2 separate regions of the Mus musculus genome follow, and region 1 is linked to region 2. The links are chromatin contacts, called in public Hi-C maps. All regions are on one chromosome and are shown on one strand. Each heading gives the region's core, a stretch centred on a gene start, on an enhancer-like site or on the middle of the called end of the contact. The rest is flanking DNA. Distances are from core to core; before and after follow the strand shown.

The links. A called contact is a pair of places that touch in the nucleus more often than the background predicts.
Region 1: a contact with region 2 is called in a Hi-C map of cortical neurons, with 2.6 times the contacts expected there. The contact joins two enhancer-like sites. A contact is called at or near these places in 2 of 484 Hi-C or Micro-C datasets (cerebral cortex and cortical neurons) and 1 of 115 datasets of contacts at active chromatin or transcription factors (neural progenitor cells).

Annotation. Positions count from the first base shown.
Region 1 is chr2:7,845,375-7,851,351 of GRCm38.p6, reverse strand. No RefSeq gene overlaps it. Among named protein-coding and RNA genes, the nearest start is that of Gm30904, 500 kb to the left of the region's middle. Within about 2 kb of position 3,636, at least 4 of the 459 cell types and tissues checked have an H3K27ac peak or open chromatin away from gene starts, as enhancers often do. A contact at or near this core is called in cortical neurons, where this site is marked.
Region 2 is chr2:7,526,996-7,532,848 of GRCm38.p6, reverse strand. No RefSeq gene overlaps it. Among named protein-coding and RNA genes, the nearest start is that of 5031426D15Rik, 600 kb to the right of the region's middle. Within about 2 kb of position 2,963, at least 30 of the 459 cell types and tissues checked have an H3K27ac peak or open chromatin away from gene starts, as enhancers often do. A contact at or near this core is called in cortical neurons, where this site is marked.

The sequences.
Region 1 (5,977 bases), core at 2,387-4,886, 320 kb before region 2:
GGAGGAGAAGGAGGTGGTGGTAGACACAATCATTGTGTCTCTGCTGAGTAATAAGAGAAATAACCACATTTATAAGTTCAGCCTTGGCTATCACAGAAAGGTGGACAAAAGAAGCTATTGAAGCGTAAATCTGATGTTGACTGCACATTGAACTGTTGTGCAATGATAACAAACTTTAAGGTGAAGGAAAACCCAGAAGTCTCTTATCAAAGCATCCAGTAAGGGAGAGGTGTTGACCATAATCTGGAACTTGGGACCCAAACTAAATGAAGGAGAATGTACTGAAAATGTATGTGCTGCAGATGAGGATGCAGATTCCCTATTAATCTGGAAAGACAGTATCAAACGGAGACAGGATACAAGGAGCCTTCAAACCAGTGCCTCAGAAGCATAGTTAATAATATCAGATAAGCTATGACAAAATTTGGATGATGTAAGAAGGTGAAAAGAAAATGGTCAAAAGGAAATGGGAACTGTACTTGCATTAAGAAAATCAAGTGCTTAACCATTCTGACTTTTAAAACTACATAATGTACTGGATTTAGCTCTCTACACTCTTGTTTCTCCAAAGTGCTTCACTATAATGACATAAAATCCAGGAACACTGGCACATACAAAATTCACTCCATGCCTGAATGGGCAGAAGAAATGGAATGTTGCCCATGACCACTAGGGAATGCTTGAAAGCACCCTGACTTGCATATACTCAGAGATAAAGTCAATAAAAGCAGACTCTCTCCAACTAAACAACTGTTTCCAGGAACACAAGATAGAAGTAGAATTTACTAATAAAACAGAAAATGTCCTTTTTGAAGCAATAGTTTGCAATGTGGCAGAATTTTAGCCAGTGATTTTTGTCTCTGTAATTCCCAGCTACACTTGCTGAGGAAGAATGATGACCTTGTAGAATGGAGATATACATGTTTCTTTTGGGGAAGACAGGACCTCTGTGCTCCTACCCGCCCAGAAATATAATTAAGGAGCAGGTGTTTGGCTACTTCTCTTTGTTTATTCCCTTTAAACAAATTTCATATAATGGTTATTTGCAAGGTACTCTTGATCGTATTTAGAAACTGCTAATACAAAAGGGTCTTTCACTTCAAAAGACAGTGTGTTTATTAAGTTGGGAATAAAGTTATGCATAATGGATCATTTATTTTTTATTACATTTCTGACTTATTCACCAAACACATTTTATTAGCACATGGAATTATCTCGTTCTCTTTAAATCCTAACTCTGGGTAATTTACACATGTATTGCATATTTACTTATGAGTCCATAGAGTTACTGATCTTTCATATCCATCTATATAAACTGTGGATTCAGTCGCTAGTCATTTTAAGACAAGATGCATTAATTTCTATTTGTTCCTACCTCTGCTCTCTTTTCTAAGACTAGATTAGATATTTAACCTCAAGAGGTTAGGAAATGTGTCATAATGTTTGGTTGGGCTACACAACTAGAATATTCTTTTTCACATAATGACATCCTCAGTTAATCAATTATTAGACTGATTATTCTAGTTATTTGATAATTATCAATTGATCATTTTATAAAGATTTGCTTATTTTTATTGTGTACAAGAATTTGCCTGAATGTATGTATTGTACTACATATATGTCTGGCACCAGCAGAGGCCAAAAGATAACATCAGATACCCTGAAACTAGAGTTACATTCAGTTGTTCTCAATATGGCTGGGGATTAGACCTGATTCCACTGAAAGATCAGCAAGTGATCTTAATTACTGAATCCACTACTTAGTCATTGTGTGTTGATCTTAATAGCATAGAAGAACTTGTTGTTATCATTTTCGGAAACAAATTTTGTACACAGTTTTTATCTTTGCTGTACCAAGCTCACCCTTAAATATTTTCTGGAATAAGTAATTCTTAGGTTTGGTTTGGTTTTTGTTTGTGTGTATATGGTGTGTATGGGTGTGCATATGTGGGTGGGAGGCAGATATGTGGAGGCCAAAAGAGAACACCGAGTGTCCCCATCTAACACTGTACGCCTATTTCTCTAGAGATAGGGTCTCACTGAAATCCTGGTTCACTATTTTTACTAGACTTGCTTGCCAGTGAGCTCCTTCTATCTCATTCCCACCGTGCTATGGTGATAGGCACATGTAGGCATCCCCGACTTTCACCTCAGTACTGTTGATTCAAACTCAGGTTCTATTGCTTGCAGAGGCAGCTATTTACACATTAATCCATCCATCCAGTGTAGGGAAGAATTAAATATTACTAAATTTCAGTATGCTTGGCTGTACACAAAGATGTTTTCTCTTAATCTTTCTATTTCTTGAACTTTTTATAAAGATAGACTTATTTTTATTGTGTATAAGTGTTTGCTTGAGTGTATGTATTACACTATATATATATAGTGTCAGCAGAGGCCAAAAGAAGGCGTATGATACCCTAGGACTAGAGATACAGTAAGTTATTTCTTTGTTTTGTTTTGTTTTGGGTTTTGGTTGGTTTTGTTGTTGTTTTGTTTGTTTGCTTGCTTGCTTTGTGTTTTTCTCATTGAGCTAACTGGAATTTATATTTTAAATCTTGTTTTACATTAATATTTATGTTTTTTAAGTTTTCATATGTGAAAATAGTGAATTATGGTCTCATTACTCTTTACTCCCTCCCTCTAACTGCCCTTGAGATCCACCAAGCCATATTATTAATATCCCCCTAAATTAGCACTGATCATATATGATTGTGTGGAGTCTTTAACTGTGGCATGGACAACCGACAAGCAACCACATCCCCAAAGAAAAGTGACTCCCTGTCCCTTAACAATCACCAACCTCGGATAGCTCCTCAACTAGCGCTAAGATTCAACCCCTATCCACTGGAAAGGAAGCTCCTGTGACCAAGGTTATGAAGAGCACGAGTTCATGAGTATAAGCATAGGAGGTAAGAGGGCAGGCTTACAGCATGACTATTGCACTTTAAAATATTACCAAGAGTGCCCTGCTAAGGCCTATGACCTCCCCAGATGTGAACTTGTGACAGATGTAGTGACAGCTCCTGTGGAGCATCCTTGGAGGCACAGACACTTTACACTAACCCTCCGAACGCTTCTCTACATTTCTAACCGTAGCTTCCTCCTGTGCTTCAGTGCATTCTCTTTTAGTGTTATCAGCTTATAGTCTCCTACTCAGACCTCATTTGTAATGTCCTGCACATCTTTTAATTCCTGGTTCCCTGACAGTAATGATTATTTTTTCCAGCTCCTGATTGATGTTTTCAGCGCCCCTTTCATGTGGCATCTGCAGATGTTATTTTCTACTCATCCTTGGATCATTGAAGAAGATAGGACATAGCACAACCAAACAGACCTCGTGCTGAAATCTTTGCAGGCGCTCCGAGGTTTTCTCCATACATGAAGTGACAGCATCTTATTCATCATGTGTTCCTTTTCTTCCATTTATCATGTGGTGTGTGTGTGTGTGTGTGTGTGTGTGTGTGTGTGTGTGTGTGTGTATGTGTGTGTGTGTGTGTGTGTGTATGTGTGTGTGTGTATGTGTGTGTGTGTGTGTGTGTGTGTGTGTGTGCGCGTGCACGCACATATAGAGCTGATTCTGCTAGACTAGTGGCTCCCAGCTTGTTCCTGTCACTTTATCAGTCTAACACTATGCCACCATAGCTACCTTTTTAGTTGTTCTAAAAGTGCTGGTTTCTCTGCTTACATGGTTAGCAGTTTACTGACTGAGCCATCTGCCTAGCTTATTATGTTTGATTTGTCTTGAATATCTTACCAGTCTTTTAGTCATGAAGCAATATTCCTCTCTAGGCAAATGTGAATAGGAAACCCCTCAATCATTTCAAAGCAGTTGATTATCTTTATTCTAAGAGTTCAATACCCTCTTCACAATAGCCCACATTCCCTTTCGCCTGTCCTAGTACTACTTGATTCTTAGCTTGCACACAAATGCCCCAGTCCCTAGTTCTCTACTGATTTTGATTGCTGACTGTCAGAATTATTTTTTTTACCTTCAGGCCAATATGAAGGGAGACATTTTGTTTGTAGTTGGATTACCTGGTCAGTGAGTACATGGGGTATGCTCCAGTGCTTTCTGAATATCAGAAAAAAATATGGAGCCTTAAAATAAAATTGCACCTCTACAACTTATTGCCTTCCCAATCCTAGAAGACTTTTCAAAAATAATTGCCAGTGTTCCCGTAACTTCATTAGCTCTTCCCTTAACACTCAGTAAGTGCGTCACCCAGAGCTACAGACACGATACAATTCAGCAATTTGAGAGGAAATTGGGGCCAACTCCTCTGCAGTATCTGAGACTTTATGTTTTGCTTTCTTACCTTTCTGCCAAGTTCTGGCATTTCCACTTTCTTTTAGACTCCTCTACACAGGGACTTTTTTTCATACTTGGACTCAGCCTTCAAAACGCTGTCTCTTGGGCTTTCAAGTACCTTCAGACTGATATCTAACTTTCCCCTCTCTCCTAACGGAGTAAACACTTTTACCTTTCCAGCCATTGGCTTGTGTCTGCCAGCACAGTAAAGCAAGAAGGAGATTTTGGTATAGAAAATTATTGTAAAACACATCTGTCTCCATGATCAGCAGTGCAGGTAACTTCTCAGCAGATGATAGATAATGGGGAGTATCCCTTTTCAGTGTAGACATATGAAAGTAGCACGTGTTTGCTCAAGCAGTGAGTTTTCAAGTATTCCTTTCTAAAAGTTATCTTTTTTCTTGGAATGCATTTTTCTGTCTTTTAAATACATGATTATGAGTTATTTTCTCATAAAACCTGGATAATAGAAGAAAACAAACATTAATGAAGCACCTGCATAAGATTTTCTTTGTTAAATATTTTCAATTTTTTCTTTTATTTTTGACATTATAATATATAATTTCTCCCTTCCCTTTTCTCCCTCCATACCCACTTATAAACCCCTGCATTTTCTCTTTCAAGTTTATGGTCTCTTTTCTCATTAGTTGCTATTATGCGCATGTATGTGTAAACATACATATTTCTAAATATGAACTGCTCAGTCTGTATAATGTTCCTGGTATGTGTGTTTTCAGGGCTGACCACTGAACAATAGCTATTTAGACATATATTGCATATATTATCATGAGTTAAGTAGCATGTGGCTATAAATACTTTAAAGCTATCTGCCACAAACTGAATATACTCTTCTTACATACGGTATATTGTGATCAGTCTTTCCTCTGTCCTAACACGCCCTGGATGTTCCCATCTCTCTACCCACCCAGTTTCATGTTCTGTCTCTTACTCCTCCAACCCCTACTCTCAGACAACCTAAAAAACAAAAACAAAAGGCACATATTCAAAGCAAACAAGCAAAACAAAACAGATAGAGCATCTCAAAATGGAGTCTGTTATGTGTGGGCCAACTGTTCCTGGGTTTGAGACCTGCTGTAGAGTGTGATTGGCGTGACAAGTGATGCTTCAATGGAGAAAATTGATTTTCTATTTCCCAGCAGGTATCAATTGCAAATAGCTTGCTAGATATGAACGGGAATTTGTTTCTATCTATCTTCCATACTGGGATTTTATCTGATTTGAGCTTGTGCAGGTCTTGTGCCTGCTGTAACAGCCTCTGTGTGGTCATATGTACATCAGCTCTACTGTCTCTGGGAAATGCTGTTAGAATAACCTCTTTTTGGTTTTTGAGATTCTAATATAATTTCATTTTCTCCTTTACTTTCTCTAAACCCTCCCACATATACCAAGTACCTCCTACATATCTCTAAATATAATCTGTGCAGTATGTATATAATAAACTCTAAAGGTTAACATTCACATGGAAATTTTAAGACAGAATTTGTATTGTAATTTTATTGCGAAGCTTTCCATTATTTAATCCTGTAGGTGTCTAGAAATAGAAATATTGGTTCCTGGAAATCATTTGTTCATAACTTTATTTAATTCCTTTTCTTTAATAAAAAACATATCTTATATAGGACTGTCTGGAAAAACTAGAGCATA
Region 2 (5,853 bases), core at 1,714-4,213:
GTGTTCACCAGATGGGAAGTCAGCACCTAGAGAGCCCACGTGTGAGGACAAGAATGGGAGTCACCTTCCAAGAACAGGAAAAGAGATAAAGACATAAACTAACAAAGGCCTAAAGAACAAATTTATACAGATACAGACAGGAGAAAGCCTTGAAAGAGGGATCAGGGAAAAGTAATAGAATATGGGATCAATAGCTTTTGTTGGATTATATTTTCAAGACCAGAAGAGGTCATGTGTGTGTGTGTGTGTGTGTGTGTGTGTGCACTCTAATTGTGATGAATATACACATGCATGTGCCCTTGCACTAATGGAAGTCCAAGGAGGACTTCAGTGTTAGTCTTTATCACTCATCTCACACTTAGCCTGGAGCTACACTGGTAGACAACAGACCCCAGGAGAAGCTAGACCACACCCTAGAGCAGGGGACTTATAGATTTCTTTGTTGCTCTGCTCAGATCTCTACATTGTTGTTTCCTAATTTGAACTCGGGTCCTTGTACTTGCGGGTGGCTCCTGCCTACCCACTTAGCCACCTCTCCAGCACCACCACAGCAGAAACAAATGCTAGTGATGAGACAAAACTAAATAAAGACATAAATGGAGTAATTAGGAAGAGAATCCAACAGGAAAAGAAAGCCATTAATAAAGATACCTAAGGACCCCTCCGGGATACAACTTGAAAGCAATAGAACTGGGAGGAGGGACACTGCTTACAAAATCAGGGAGGACCTGTGTGGATTTGATCAGGTATGTATAGTCTATGTTTTCTCTTATAACTCTGCCCTCTCCTATATATCATATTAAAAACTCCATCACATAATGGATTAACTAAACTATGCCAGTACAATTAAAATTCATGGAGACATTAGGTGGTACTTGTGTGCTTCTTCTTTGGGTCAGTCACATGCTAGTAGCATTTGCTAATTCCTGCTAAGGAGCAACTTTCTAAAATGTCAGGAGTGAGTATAAAAGTAGCCCATCCCATAACCTCATTTATTCGTTTCTGCAATTCAGGCAGCTTTCTTCAACATCACGATGTGTGACCAGGATTTTTCTTTTATGGTAACATGGCAGATGCAGGCAGGATTGAAAACCTTCAGTGTCTTACATATGGTTTGGAAACAAAATGCAGCAACCCATCTTGGTACCCATGCAGGACTCCTTTGTGTTCAGAGTTGCCTCTGAAGTTATTTTCGGAACATCGTATGGATTTTTCGTTGAAACATCTGTGTTAACTTTTATTATCCCTGGTCTGCTTTGTAATTTTGGAAACAGATATAAAGAATGAGCAACCCAAAGCACAGTAATATAGTGGGAAGCATCCTTCATAAGTCAATTGAGGAATTTAATAATCTCTTTAGAAATAAGCTCTGCAGCTATGAGAAAAATGTGTGGGTTAAAGGCCTTCCAATTAAGAAAGGTTTCTCTGTGGATTTATAGGCTGGTGGTTCACTCTTCCTGTTCGTGTTTCCATAGCAACTGTCAGGTAGATTTTCTGCTACTTGCTAGGAAGTTGGAAATGTTGAGTCTGGTTGAGCCTTTTCAATTCAGTGAAGCTTAAATGAAATTCTTTGCAAGGAACTGGCATTTAGCCTGGGTCATTTATTCATATCTAGAAGGAAAAAAATCAATTATAGTAATCAAATGTGCAAATTTTTTATTGGTATTATTTTGGGTACATATTTTGTGCTGTAATCTATTTTTAATGCCAGGGTGCTAAAGGTTTTAAGGCTGCAGCTGGCCTCTTTGCTTTCTGATGGCTTGTGGCTTTAATTACAGCCCAAGACATAGGAAGGCATGCCTTTTTTTGGTCTATTTTTTTGCAAGCTATAATCACCCCTGGTGATATTCAGAAGCGCACGAGGATCCAGAAGGCTCATTAGTTTGAGACACCTATACTGCACAAAACACTGTGTACAACCTTTTATTCTTTTTATTTTTCTTGTTCCATTGGTTATTTGGATTAAAGCCTGGGGATATAAATAATGTAGATGCTATTATTTAAACTTCTTGTGAGTACAGTGTCTTCGTTTTCCCTTCAGATTAAACCCAGTTGGGCGTCACTCTCTGTGGTTAATTTCAACCCACATTGACTGATGCCTGACAGCTCCACGTAGGATGGTCTCCTTTAATCCTTGAAAAGGGAAAAGAAAAGAAAGAAAGAAATATCAAGCCTGTAGGAGGGCAAAGGGAGGAGCGCTTTATGTAACATCCAACATGTGCCACACAAAGGACAGACATCTGAGGGCCATTACTCAATGTGTCTTTTTGTTAGCCTCTTTGCTCACTGGCGCACAAACATCAGTTTCTACAGAAAATAAGGTGCAGTCTTTACCTCACAGGGTCCTGGGGTTTTGTCTGCCATCTTCTCTGTGAACGCTTCCTCTGTCATTTACAAACGTGCCTTCAGAGAGATATTTCAGAGCCTTTCGTTCTGTCCCTATTCTTTTCTCTTGTCATTTATATGGCACACTTCTATCTATTATGTTGACAGTTCATAATGCTATAATTGACTATTGGTAATAATACAAGGAAAGGCAGGGAAAGAGTATGGCAGAGACAGAAACAGGAAGACAGACAGAGAGAGAGAGAGAGAGAGAGAGAGAGAGAGAGAGAGATTTTAATTCAAAGTTGAAATGTTCTTTTTTTTTTTTTTTTTTTTTTTTTTCCTCCTCTATGGTCTAGAAACTGTGCTTTCTTCTGTTAAGCTAAATAAAAACTTTCTCAGGAGAGCAATTGAAGTCGAAGGAAGCTCAGCCTTCAGTCGCTCTGCTAGGAAGTGGAAATGAAGTTGCTCAGCCCCGTTCTCAACTTTATTTACTCTAAAAGGTGGGCAATTTTCTCTTAGAATCAATTGTATTTGGAGCTGCGTGGCTCTCTCAGAGGAAGATGGATCTGTACTCAGGAGCAGAGAGAGGAGGAGGGCTCTGTTCAGGATCCTTGTGGCTGAGGGCTGAGAGATGAGCTGAGTTACAGAGAGGCACTACAGCATATGGATGTATAAACACAGAAATCGTCTGGCAAGACACAGACATGCTGACTCATGCTTTTGTCCATGAATAGCGAGTCACTATTGGGAAAGTAAGAAAGCTGGAAGTCCCCTCTCGGGAGCAGTAGGAGCTCACAGTGCCCAGAGGATCGAAGTCATGTCCTCCTCCTTGCCCACTCTGCCCCCATTTGTACATCAGGTGGGAACTCTCCTCCACTGGCTCTCCCACCAAAGCAGATGCCTAGCTGGGAATGGAACAGCATTTGAGGAAGACACCTATCCTACCCAAGGCTCCATGTTAGCTGAGTATGCTGTTAGTTAAGTAATTGTCCCTATAGTCTTAACTCTCTGATCCTTATGACCACTCTTGCGCAATGAACTCGAAGCTTCCTATTTGGCTCAAGCTCTATTCTTACAAACTTTTGCACTTAGAATAACAGAAAGCCACTGCCTCCTAATTAGCTTCACTGAGAGACACCCTTCTTAGGATTCTAGCAAATCCACCTTGAGGGTTTTTTTTTTTTTTTTTTTGATTTTTTTTGTTTTTTCATTTCTCTAAGGATTCTTTGGTACAGCAATGACATGGGTAGAATTGTATCTCTGTTGGGTCCCCATAGTCCCATGTTTCAAAAAGCTTAGGGAAAACACAAATTCTAGAGTTCCAACCCAGTCAAAGAAACATAGTGAAATTCTGTCTCAAAATAGAGCCACAACAAATATTATACATTTTTCTTTATCAAATACTATATTAAACACTAATGCAAAACTAATTTTCAAAAGCAGACCCTACAAAAATCAGGTATTCATGGATGTTTTTGTATTTTTGTAGACCACTTTTAAAATGCTTATCATTGTTTTTGCAGAATAGACTGGACTAAAACAGTTTTCATTTTACCTTTTCAGTGATTAAAGCTAGGTGTTTGCATAGAATGGAAATCCTTAAAATTTTATCCCATGGCATATGAATTTTGAGAAGCTATACTTTATGTTAAGATTATGCCCAGAATAAATCTATTGTCTTAAAAAAAAAAAAAGAATCAAATAGGCAGGAGCAATTCTGGTTCAGGAATTTTGACTGTGGGTTAGTAACCCTTTCCCTCTATTTGAGATTCTGTCTATCTACTGGAGGTGGTCTCTTTCCCCATTGTTGGGCATTTTAGCTAAGGTCATACACACACACACACACACACACATATCCAAGGAATCAGAAGATCAGCTATCTCAACTAACCCAGATCCCTGGGAGTTCCCAGAGACTGAGTCACAAACCAGACAGCATACATGGGCTGATCTGAGGCCCCTGTCACATATACAGCAGAGGTCTACCTGATCTGGCCTCAGTGGGAGAAGGTCACTTAATCCTTGAGAGCCTTGAGGCCCCAGGGAAGGAGGAGGCCTGGTAGTGGGGGAGCAACTTGCTTCTCTGAGGCAAGGGGGAGGAGGAATAAGATGAGGAACTGTGGCAGGTGGAGGGAGGGGAGCAGCTACTGGAATATAAATAAATAAAATAATTTAAATAAAAAAGAATAAACTAAAACTGTCTTTAGCTATATACATACAAAGCTCACTCTGAATGATTCACTTCCTCCATTAAGGCTCCCTCAGCACTCCATAAGTGCTGAAAGTACCATACCCTCCTTAAGTAGCAGCACTAGCAGCAGAAAGAGCAACTGGATACCAAGTATTTAAATACATGAAACTAAGGCCAACATTCATCATTCAAACCACAACAAAAACAAAGTAAACATAAGCAGCAACAACATAAACAGCAGATAAAATCATTAGATGCAAGTAAAATCTCAACAGGCGAGTCCAGCACTCAAAAACTGTTTGATAAATATTAGCTTACAGAATTGGCATTGTCAAATGTCTTCTGTTGTCACAAAGAGCTCAGAGCTGAAACCCTACAGACACCTGTTGAGATCTCTTCTCTGCCATGTGATCATAAGTAACCTTTAAAATTAATGGAACCTGCTTCTCGGTGGTAAAGCAAAGGAAGTCACACCGGGTTCCTATGCCATTACAGGGACATCTAGCATGTACTTCCTGCCTCCCTCTTTGCACTAGTGTTCTCTTCTGACTGATTAGCATGTTGATTCCTTAAATATCTTAATTATTCTTATGATAAACTTACTACTGTGGCTCTAACACATGTATACAATTTCCCCTATCTCACTATCAGGTTTTTCTTTTTTTCTGTAAAATGTTCTTTTCCTTTATTCAATTTTGAGGAAAATGATGTTTGTTGGATGCCAGAATTCCTGGAATATCGTATGGAAAGTAAACAACCATTCACACATCCCCTTCAGGTCTCAGTGCTTGCAAAGGTTACTAACAACAAAGGTGAGTCCCATGAGATGTCCTGGCATGAAGAAGGCCTGCTCACTCTCACATGGAATGGCGCTGAAGGAAGATGTCTTTAAAGCACCTATAACCTTAAGACTACTCTTTCCCCTTTGTTCAAGATACATCTTTTTGACAGGGCATGAAGTGCTGGAGATGTTCTGTGTCTCTTGTTCCCAATTTATATTTGGATTTTTTTTTTAATTCATCAATCCTCAACATGTTTCTAATCCCTTTGTTAAGTTTTCAGTCTCCCGCAGTTGCCAATGGTGGAATTATTTGTGTCAAAACTGCCCCTTTCAGATTGGCTAACTTGAAGATCAGAGCATTCTGCACAAGAAAAGGCTTCCTGGCTCAATGTGTCAGCTCCTTTTCATGTAGCTAGATCTTTCAATTTGTAGCATAACCCCTGCAGCACTGGAGAGAAAGGATGGTGTGTCTGAAATGCTGAACTGCGGTCACCCCTGCCTACCATTATATTTCCACGGGCATTTCTATAAAAAGCTGCCAAACCAAGGGCTCT